Regions from separate parts of the Mus musculus genome. Here regions 1 and 2 are each linked to region 3. Evidence: chromatin contacts called from public promoter capture Hi-C data. All regions are on one chromosome and are shown on one strand. Each heading gives the region's core, a stretch centred on a gene start, on an enhancer-like site or on the middle of the called end of the contact. The rest is flanking DNA. Distances are from core to core; before and after follow the strand shown. Region 1 holds the start of Zfp954 (zinc finger protein 954). Region 2 holds the start of Zfp78 (zinc finger protein 78). Region 3 holds the start of Rps5 (ribosomal protein S5).

Region 1 (3,461 bases), core at 147-2,646, 5.8 Mb after region 3:
ATACTGTACCACTTTGTGGAGCTGGTGCTTGCCACATTGCTTGCAGAAAGTCTGGAGTATCTTAGTAATGTTCACATGTTTACAGGAGTAGTACTGGCACAGAAAGGAAATACAATCTTCAGGAGAGTAAAAATAAAAACAATAAAAACAACCTTCTAGGACTGGATTGCTATCAGGGACATCAGCCCTGTGCCTGGGCTCATTATCCAGACCCCAGGGTTCTGTAACATCAGTAGACCGGGGACCATGTACCATCTCATCTGCATCAAGAGTTTGCAGCCCAGCTGACCCAGCTGACCTGAGAGGCTCATGAATAGAGGCATTCCTACTTAAGGCTTAGAATCAGTCACACTAAGGCAGCAGATTTCAGACTTGTCCAGATGTCAGAAGACAAAACCTATCTCCGCTCCTACCTTCCAACCTTGTTTTTCTTTTAGTAAAAGGGTTTCTTGTGTATTACTGGAAATTGCTCTGTAGAGAAAGTTAGCCTTGAACTCCAAGATCCATTTGTCTCTGCCTCTCAAGTGCTGGAATTAAAGGTGTATGAGCCATCTCTTCTGGGTATTGTAGTTCAGACAATGTGGACCATGGGAAACCGGGACAGTTGCAGAAGGGGAAAGTGGAGAAGCGATATGCATGAAATTAACAGGACTTCTGCGGACACTGTCATGATTACAGATACGCCCGTGTTCGCATTTTCCAGAGCAGTCTTGGGGGGGGGGGGGAGTACAGCAAAGCTTCCTAAATGTTCCTAAATGTTCCTTTAATTTTCTCTTAGCACAATAGAAGCATTAATCCTGACGACTCCATAGTGGTGTGAGAAGTGTCTGAATCTAGAGTCCTGTGGTGAAGGAATCTTTGAATCCAATCCAAACATGTCCTTTTCCCCTCTTCCATGGTCACCATTTCTGTATTTATTAGCCCACGAACCTGGCGAGTATCATTTCACACAAGGCAAATGTCTCAAATGCAAAATTCAACTTTGCCCGTCTCCTGTATTTCTAGACATCAAATAAAACAAGGTTTCACTATGTAGCCCTGTCTGGCCTGGAACACACTATGACAGCTTCGAAAACACAGAAATCTACCTGCCTCTGCCTGCAGTTCTGTAATTTAAGAGTTCCAGCAAGCCTGACCTTGTGACTCAGCCTCTACTATTTCTAATCCACATCTAACTCACCTAAGGTAGAAAACGGTGTGGAGAAAATAGTCTCCACGCCAGTGCCAAGAAATCCACTGAAACTTGGTCTTGTCAAGCAGGGCAGTTGTGTCCGGATCGCAGAAATTTGCTCCTGCATGAACTACATTGCCCAGAAAACATTGCATGAAACTCAGCCAATGAAAATGGGCATTTCAGCGACGGCGAGAACCGTTGGGCGGGACTTTTGGCTTTGCGTGCTGGAGGTTCTTTGTAACTTCCTGGACCCGTCAGTATGGCTCACAGAAAACTGGTGTCATCTGCTTTGGCCATGGCAGGAAAGCCGGCACGTTAAAAGCGTTTGTCCCCCGTCACAGAGACGGATCTGAGGTTTGCGACAGCTCGTGTGATCTGATCCAGGCTTCGAGTGCGGATGGCGACTTCCCAGGGCCCCACCATCCTCTGGAGCCCGATGGTGATTGTGGAGGCTGCGGGTGGAGCCCTGCCCCAGGTGAGTGCCTAGTGATCGCCCACCTACCTGAGTTCTAGAGCACTGAGATCTGGGTCAGGAGCCAACAGGGCAGACGTTCATGTCCCCGACTGTAGGGTACGGATGAACGAAATAATGTTTTTTGACATCTGTGTGCTAGATCGCTAGAGCCATCCCCTCTGACTCACAGTGCCTGTTGGACTGTACCTCCCAAGGCTTGTGGGCGGGCCTGAGCTCGGAGACAGAGCCCTGGGGTGACCTCTACTGGCGTTTTAGATGAGGGAAAAAGGGCCCAGTACCCCTAAGGACCTGACTTTTGTTTATAGAGAGACTGGTAGCCATGGAAGATTTGAACAGAGGTGAAACTTGATCTATTCAAACTTTCCCAAGCATCTCCGGGGGAATATTGAGCAAGGATGAAGTTATGTGGATGGAGACAGAGATCTATGAATCCTTAGGTAAATGCTGTGGACTAATGCAGCAGTTAGGGTTGTAGACCATAGAGGGAGAGATTAGTCTTCAAATATCTGAATTTTTTTGAGACATATGTAAACGAGGCTATGTAAACGAGGCTAGAATCAAACTTGCAATCCTTTAGAGTGATTGGATTAAAGGCAGGACCTCCCACTTCCTGCTTGTTTGACTTTAAAGTAGTACTTTCTTTCCCTTTTATTATTCATTCATTCATTTACTTACTTACTTACTTACTTATGTGAAAACATTCAGCATTTAACTAAAGTCTGCTGTGTTAACTACTTTTCCCCCTGGAACTCAGGTCTGGCTGGCCTATGTAGCCAGTGCTTGCCTCAGTCTCCGAGATCTGCCTTCCTTTGCCTTCCAAGTGTTGCAGTTAAAGGGATGCACACCATGCTTACCCAATAACTTTTTTTTTTCATTTTCCCCTTGGCTTTTTATAGAGACAGGGTTTCTCTGTGTAGCCCTGACTGTCCTGGAACTCTCTCTGTAAATCAGCCTAGCCCTGAACTCAAAGATCTACCTGTCTCTGCCTCCCTAGTTCTGGCATTAAAGGAGCGTGCCACCACTGCCTGACATCTTTTTTGGTTTTTTGAGACAGGCTTTTTCTGTATAGGATTAAAGATGAAAGCCACCACCACCTGCCTCCCAATTGTATATAGATAAACCTATACATTCTAAAACAATTGTGTGTTTGTGAAATTCTCGACACAAGCATTAGTGAGGTGCATAGGAAACAGCTGTACTGAGTACTTCACGCATAGGACTCAGTTTGGTGCAATCACTTTCCTTTTGAGCTAGGATTGTGTGGCGGTATTAATGAGAATGATTTCCATAGGCTGATGTATTTGAATGCTTAGTCACCAGGGAGTGGCACTGTTTGAGAAAAACTAAGAGGTGTGGCCTTGTTAAAGGAAGTGTGTAGCTGGGAGAGTTTGCCAAGGCTAGTGTCTCTCTCTGCCCGAACCCCACCCCTCTTTCCTGCTGCATCTATATTAGGACGCAAAGCTCACATCAGCTACTGTGCCAGTACCACACCAGTCTGCTTCCCACCATGATAATGATAATGGACTAACCCCCATGAAACTATAAGCAAGCCCTACTTAAATGCTTTTGTAAGAGTTGCCTTGGCCATGGTACCTCTTCACAACAACAAAGCAGTAACTGAGACAGGCTGCCATGCTTATCCTCAGGTAACAAACTGAAGAGATTGATTCTTTGTCCAAGGTCACCCAGTAAGAGACACCATTAAGGGATGGAGCCCAGTGGGTACCCGACTGCATGTATGAGAGGGGACTTGGGTGAAATTTTGGGATACCAACACTCTTGCTTATTATTCCCAACCTTGTTTTTCTACAG
Region 2 (3,729 bases), core at 896-3,395, 6.6 Mb after region 3:
CCTACGTAATAATCCCACAAAAATCCAACTTGGTGGAACAACAGGTTTATTGGGCTTTTTTACAGAGCACGGGTAAAGAATTATTTATAGGAGCATGGGTAACCCCAAAACTTCTGTATCACCCCAAAGTCTCACCCTATCATAGATGACATCTTCATGAATTCTGCATTGGAGTTGTCCTTTCAGTTAACCCTCACTTCCTATATCCTCTAACATCTACCAGGAGACACTGTGACTATGGCACTCCTGTAAGAGAAAGTATTCCACTGAGGCCTGCTTAATTTCAGAGGTTTAGTTCATTATCATCAGGGTAGGGACATAGTGGCACACAGGCAGACAGACAGACAGACAGACAAAGTTCTGGGGAAGTAACTGAAAGTTCTACACCCAGAACCACAGGCATCAGGAAGAAAGAGCCACTGGGCCTGGCTTGGGCGTTTGAATCCCCAAAGCCTACCTCCAGTGACATACTTCCTCCAGTAAGGCCACACCTACCCCAACAAGACTACACCCACTCCAACAAGGCCACACCTTCTAATTCTTCTCAAGTAGTAGCCTGATGACTAAGCATTCAAGTATATGAGCCTATGAGGGCCATTCTTATTCAAACCAGCACATTTCACTCCCTGGCCCCCTTAGGCTTGTAGCCATATCATAATGCAAAAATGCACTCAGTTCAACTTCAAAGGCCTTCATAGTCTATCACAGTCTCAACACTAAAGTCCAAAGTCAAAATCTCTTCTGAGACTCATGCAATCTCATAACTGTAGCCCTGTAAAGTCAAAATTAAAAAGCAGATCACATGCTCGCAACATACAATGCCAAAGCATACACATTATTTCCAAAAGTGGGGCTGGAGAAATGACTCAGCAGTTAGGAACACTGGATGTTCCTCTAGAGGACTGGGGTTCAATTCCCAGCACCCACATGGCAGCTTACAACTGCCTGTAACTCTAGTTCCAGGAGATCCATGCCTCCAGCCATGCATTTGGTGTACATATTTGTGCATGCAGGCAAAATATCCATACAAGCAAAAATAAATAAATCTTTAAAAATAAAAACACATTCCAAAAGGGAGAGAAAGGAGCACAATAAGAAAATCAATACTGGACCAAAGAACAAAGACGGAAAACAAGCAGGGCAAACTCTAAATTCTGCATCTCTGTGTCATTCAGATCTCCGAATCCTTTCAGCTTTGCTGACTGCCACGTACTTCTCTGTCTTGGGCTGGTTCCACACTCAGGCTGCAGCTACCCCACGACTCTAGTATCTCCAACATCTTGAAGTCTCCAACACAATCCTATCTTCACTTTACCCACTTCCCTCAACGGCCTCTCAGGATTTCTATGCAGGGATACAATACTCCTGTCAGAAAGCTCTTTGAATCCTTTCCTTTTGAGTCGCTATGGACACTTCATCACGTAAGCATGGCTGTGTAAATCATTTATCTGAGTGTGGGTTGCACACGCCTGTAATTACAGCACTTGGAAGGCTGAGTTAGGAAGATCAGAGTTCCAAACTCATCCTCTACTTACATAAAGAGTTTGAGGACTGCTGGATTACATGACATTCTGTCTCGAAACATCAACAAAAGGACTGGCATCTGGTGATCAACCTCAGCTCCTGTCCTCTCCTGGATGGGGTTTGGGACTGATCCTCTAATCCCGTTTAGCGTCTGCGATGATCAGCACCGACTCTGAAACTACCTTGAGTCTTGTCAGCCATCAATCAAGAGCAGTCAACAAGGTATTTATTACTTTGGAGATTCCAAGCATTTAAGTGCTGTAATGCAGATCACTGGAAGACACACTTATCATCATACATTTCACAGTTCTCTCACAATCACAGCACTTATTTCTCTCAGACTCTGTCTCCCTCTCTCACACCGAAAACTTACAGCCCAGTTCCTTTCACACACGCACGGGCCTGGCACACCCAAGCACAGACTTAGATCCGGACGCCCAGTCGTCTGAGCTTTCGTGCCCCCTAGATTCCACGCAACCGCCTGCCTACCTCCAGACAGAAAACACAGGGACCACGAGGATCTCCCCTGCCCGCAGCGCTCGGGCTCCCACTCCCTAACAAGCGCCCGCTAGCTGCCTTACCCAGACGCTGTCAACCGAGGAACGCTGGGAGGTTTCCTACAAGCTATGTGTGCGCAAGCGCAGCCTCTGCCAGCGACGACCTAAGAGCTTAATCTGAGAAAGGTGGGGCTGAAGGGGCGTGTACTCAGCGAAGTCTGCGATGAGAAGCGGGTACTACGGAGAACAGTTTCTTAGACTGAGGGTGAAGGCAAAGCTAAGCAGAGAAGAGCAAGGGTCTCAGAAGTTTGATGTGAGGGGCTGGGCTTAGATAGGAAGGTTCCCAGAAGAAACTGGAGTAAGGGGCGGGGCTTGGTGGAGAAGGGGCGTGTTCTCAGCAGAGTCCCTGGAGAGGGCGGTACTAAGTGGGTAAGGGGCGGGAGCTTATCCGTATTAGGTGAGGGGCGGGGTTATCAAGTAGGGCGGGTTCTCAGCTCTGTGTGAGGTGAGGTGAGGGCAGGGATTAGAGGAGGGGCGGGTTCTCAGAAGAATCCGAGGTGAGGGCGGGGCTTAGCAAGAACGGTTGGTCTCCGCCTCCGGAGGTGAGGGCGGAGCTTGGAGGAGAAGGGGCGGGTTCTCAGCGGCTCGTGTGAGGGCGGTGCTAAGCATTGAAGGAGTGGGTTCTCGGCAATCTGAAGGGGCGGGGCTTAGCCAGTAGGGCGGTTCTCCTCACAGTCAGAGGTGAAGGCGGGGCTTGAAGAAGGGGCGGGTTCTCAGCAGATTCTAGAGGGCGGGACTTAGTATAGAAGGGGCGGGTTCTCAGCAAAATCTAGAGGGCGGCGGGGCTTGAGGCGAAAGAGCAGGTTTTCAGCGTAGTGCATGGTGAGCCTGGCGCTAAGCAGAAAAGGGGAGGGTTTACAGCATTCTGAGATGAGGGGCAGGGCTTAGCAAGTAGGGAGGTTCTCCCCGCAGCCCGAGGTGAGGGCGGGGCTTGAAGGAGAAGGGGCGGCTTCTCAGAGGAGTCAGAGAAAAAGGGCAGAATTTGAGGAGAAAGGCACCATTTAAGACTGTTTGCAGAACGGATTGGAGCTGTGACAGTGTGTGGCTGAGTGCGTGATTATACAGAAGGGTTGCCCAGGATTCCTAGCCGTGTCGGTTAGGGCGAGTCTTGCGCCAGCTCTTTGTTAGGCTCCCCACCCTTTCGTGAGGCTTCCCTCACACTCTTTTGTGAGCCTCCTTGATGTCACTGTCCCTTACTTAACCAAGCTCGATCTTTATTGTTAGTTTTTGAGATTATAATTTTTGTAGAGGGAGATTTGAGGTGGTTAGCCCAGACTAACCTCCGAAATGGGTAACTCTTGATCTTTCTGTATCCATTCGTTTTCTTCCAAATTGAAATCAATGGTGTGAGCCCCCACGACGCAAGGCTTGGAAGTTTGATCTTTGCGGGAAAGCTTTGCTACAATAAAAACAGCCACTATTCTACATCTGATTGTCTCCTCCCTCCCACTCATGTTGATCACCTCTGGGATCAGCAAACCAGCATATGTTTCACCTACAAAATGGGAATGTCATAATGTTGGAAGCAGCAAATACGACAATGTCATAGGAACCAAAATATAAGAGTCAGATTTTTTTTCTTTTTTTTTCTTTTTTTTTTCCTTTTTCCGGAGCTGAGGACCGAACCCAGGGCCTTGGGCTTGCTAGG
Region 3 (3,753 bases), core at 647-3,146:
TGTTGGCCTAGCATGTGAAAAAGCCCTGGCTCTAATCGCTAACACAAAAAGGATTGCAGACCTCCCCAAATAAACTCACAAAGTAAACTAAACACTCACTAGACAAGACTGAAAATCTTTTAGATTAATGCCTAGGTCCTGCTGTTTCTTTTTCCCTTCTATTTTGGGCATGTACGCAAGTCAGGGGACAATTTGCAGCTGTCAGTTCTATTCTTCTACCTTGGATTCAAAGGATTAAACTTATATTGTCAGGCTTTGTGGTAACTGTCTTTATAGGCTGAACCACCTTACAAGCTCATTCTGTGGTATCTTTACAGACAGTAGACATACTTTAATTCCTTTGAACAAAATAGACAACTGGGCCGAAAGATATAGCTGAGTTGGTAGGGTGCTTGCTTTGTAAAAAGCCCTGGGTTCAATGTCAAGTAGTGGGATAAACTTGGAATGGTGATATATACCTTCAATCCCAGCACTCGGGACAGAATGCAGATATTAGCTTTTTCCACTAGACAGGGTTTCAGGCCAGTCTCAGCTATATGAGATTACCTCAAAATGGGTTATGAGGGCAAAGCAAATAGCTCCCATACTAACTTAGCCATAACAGTACCCATAGCCAACTGACATTTTTCAGGGGAGGGCAGCAGGGAACATTCATAGCACCAACTGGTCTCATACTCAAATTCCTCTTGCTGTAGGCTGATAGCAGCTTACCAACTGCTTTTGACAAGGGTGCCAACATGGTTCAGTTGACTAAAGCCATCTTTTCAATTGATACCCACTAACTGAATATACAAACGAAAGGGGACATCAAGTCAGGTGTAGTGGCACATGGGAGACAGAGGCAAGATCTCAAAGAGCTCCAGGCAGCCAGCAAGGGCTACACAGCAAGACCCTGACTCTGTCTCAAGAGACACACGATTAGAAAAATACGGGATAAAAACCACACTCTAACATCTTTTAGTGCCAGTTTGTATTAGGCGTGGGTGTAGCTGTCCAGTTATTGCTCTTCTACCTGTCTTGTACATCCACTGGTTGTTTTATGCCCTTTTCTGAACTAGAAGCTCATCCACACCTGGTCTCAATTAAAAAAATCATCACAAAGAACAATCATTAAGTTCCTTTTACCTGCAGAGAAATATCGTTGATCTGCACGTCATCAGTGCTCCATTTCCCAAAGAGCTTGATGTCAGGGGTCTCTGCCACCGCTGGTGTGGCTGCTTCCCACTCAGTCATCCTGGGGACAGGAGAATGGCAAGAAACCGTTACTGCCTAGACATGCTGGAGCAGTCACTCTGACCCCAAACTCTTCAGACGAACTCTCACTTTGTGGCAAACTGGGACATGAAGGGGAGACCCAGAAAGCTTTGAACAGCTCTCCAAACCCAGGAAAACCACTCAGGATTCTAAAGTAACTCGGCAGTCACCCCGCTAATCAGCTGGTACATGGACCACAGTATGATGGTTCATGAAGCCGTATACTCATCAGCTCCCATCAGATTTCCGTTGTGCACTTAGAACGTGTACTGAGCAAAAGAGTCATCACAAAACTAAGCAAACCTAGATTTATGTTTATGGTATATGACCCAAGTGATTTCCCTGGAGTCCCGTGTGTGCAAAGTATGAAGTCAAAACAGTGCAAACAAGAGGCGAAGACTAACTCGGCCCGTGCCGAGTTTCCCTAGGCACCCTTTTTCGCAGAGAAACGGTGAGATCCAAGCGGTCACGCCCAGGCTTCAGGTTCGGCCTCCGGCCCCCCAGATGTGCCTTAGAACACTCATGGTCACCTCTTCTGAACTCCGTGTCCCTCCGCAGCCTCACCTGAGGGCGCAGACTGGGCTTCTCAGTCGCTCGGCGTGGACCACGCGCCGCCCTGATACAGACAGGAAGAGGCCGCGCGCAGCGGACTAGCGCTTTTATGCAAAGCGAAAACTTCCGGGTCAGAGGTAGAGACGCACGCGCAGATGAAAACAGCGTGCTCACCAACCAATCAAGCGCTAGGATGAGAGGCGCCCTTTGAGCCGGGTAAAGCATGCGCACTTTTAGAAACAGCGCCACGCCCGTCTTCTGGCGGACCTCTGAAGTACTAGCTAGGCTTCTGAGTCGGCGCACATGCGCAGAAACTTTGGTGAGACCGACGCCGCCATATCTAAGTAGTGCTGACGTCCAGTCCACGCTCTCCGTAATTAGGCTGCAAAACCCAGGAACCATGGACGGTGGATTCTTAGCTAGGGCAACCAGCTCGGCTCACATTTTCTCACCAAAATAATGGAGTCGGGTCCTGTGGTTACCACCGATCCGGGTTCACAAGCACGGGCCCCACCCTCTCCCCTCCCGCAAGCCATGCTCGGCGGGTCCCAGGCTTCCGGTATGGGATCACTTCCTTTTTAATCACTCTGGCCACGCTTGTCTGGGCTTTTTTTCCTCAGGTTCAATCGCGGACAGTAGATTCCGACCGCCATTCGTGAACCTCCCCGGGGAGGGATACATAGAGGGGAGTCCTGGAGGGGTTGGCAGCCCGGGGATCTCCTAGGTGACTTACTTATCTGAGATCCCAGTGATTTGGTACTAATAAGGGAGAGACCTTGCCAGCAGGTTCACCCCCAGGGGTGGGTTTGTTTGTTTGTTTGTTTTGGAGACAGGGTTTCTCCTTGTAGCACCGGCTGTCCAGGAACTCGCTCTTTAGACCAGGCTGATTCATCTGCCTCTGCTCCTCCCAACTGCTGGGATGAAACATAAGGAGAGGAGGGAGGGGAGAGGAGAGAAGAGGAAAGAGGGAGGGAGGGAGGGAGGGAGGGAGAGAGAAGAGAAGAGAGAGAAGAGAGGAAAGGTGTCAGCAAACATAAGGAGAGGAGGGAGAGAAGAGGAAAGAGGGAGGGAGGGAGAGAGAAGAGAAGAGAGAGAAGAGAGGAAAGGTGTCAACAAACATAAGGAGAGAAGGGAGGGGAGAGGAGAGAAGAGGAAAGAGGGAGGGAGGGAGGGAGAGAGAAGAGAAGAGAGAAGAGAGGAAAGGTGTCAACAAACATAAGGAGAGAAGGGAAGGGAGAGGAGAGAAGAGGAAAGAGGGAGGGAGGGAGGGAGAGAGAAGAGAAGAGAGAAGAGAGGAAAGGTGTCAACAAACATAAGGAGAGAAGGGAAGGGAGAGGAGAGAAGAGGAAAGAGGGAGGGAGGGAGAGAGAGAGAAGAGAAGAGAGGAAAGGTGTCAACAAACATAAGGAGAGAAGGGAGGGGAGAGGAGAGAAGAGGAAAGAGGGAGGGAGAGAGAGAGAAGAGAGATTCTCACCCCGTTTTCTTCTCTATATCTCAGTTCATACCTTGTGTGTGTGGAGGGAGGGAAAACTGGGATTTCGGGAATCTTACCTAATTTTATCGTTGTTGTTGGGGGTATCACCCTACTTATCTTTGAAAGCTGACATTGCACTACAGTGATTGATAATGGATGTTTTTATAGACTCCGTATTACCTACTAGGTGACAGAGGGCAGATGAGGGGCTCCTGAATATGGGCCATAGGTTAAGAGAAATGCTGTAGCCGGGCAGTGGTGGTGCACGTCTTTAATCCCAGCACATGGGAGGCAGAGACAGGCGGATTTCTGAGTTCGAGGCCAGCCTGGTCTACAGAGTGAGTTCCAGGACAGCCAGGGCTACACAGAGAAACCCTGTCTCGAAAACCCAAAAAAAAAAAAAAAAAAAAAAAAAAAAAAAGAGAAATGCTGCAGAAATTGATTTGCACAGATAAAATTAAGTTTGCTTACCA

What was found. Promoter capture Hi-C pulls out the DNA fragments that hold promoters and counts their contacts.
Region 1: a promoter capture Hi-C map of pre-B cells shows a contact between it and region 3. The contact joins the promoter of Zfp954 here to the promoter of Rps5 in region 3. A contact is called at or near these places in 3 of 39 promoter capture datasets (cranial neural crest, frontonasal cranial neural crest and pre-B cells).
Region 2: a contact with region 3 is called in a promoter capture Hi-C map of second pharyngeal arch cranial neural crest. The contact joins the promoter of Zfp78 here to the promoter of Rps5 in region 3. A contact is called at or near these places in 5 of 39 promoter capture datasets (cranial neural crest, frontonasal cranial neural crest, maxillary cranial neural crest and 2 more).

Annotation. Positions count from the first base shown.
Region 1 is chr7:7,119,411-7,122,871 of GRCm38.p6, reverse strand. It overlaps Zfp954 (zinc finger protein 954), which reads left to right and starts at 1,396. Exons shown (of 5, transcript NM_172738.3): 1 at 1,396-1,649. The coding sequence starts at 1,572.
Region 2 is chr7:6,361,724-6,365,452 of GRCm38.p6, reverse strand. Zfp78 (zinc finger protein 78) reads right to left here and starts at 2,145. Exons shown (of 5, transcript NM_001025163.1): 1 at 2,106-2,145.
Region 3 is chr7:12,920,454-12,924,206 of GRCm38.p6, reverse strand. It overlaps Rps5 (ribosomal protein S5), which reads right to left and starts at 1,896. Exons shown (of 6, transcript NM_009095.2): 1 at 1,819-1,896; 2 at 1,126-1,234. The coding sequence starts at 1,233.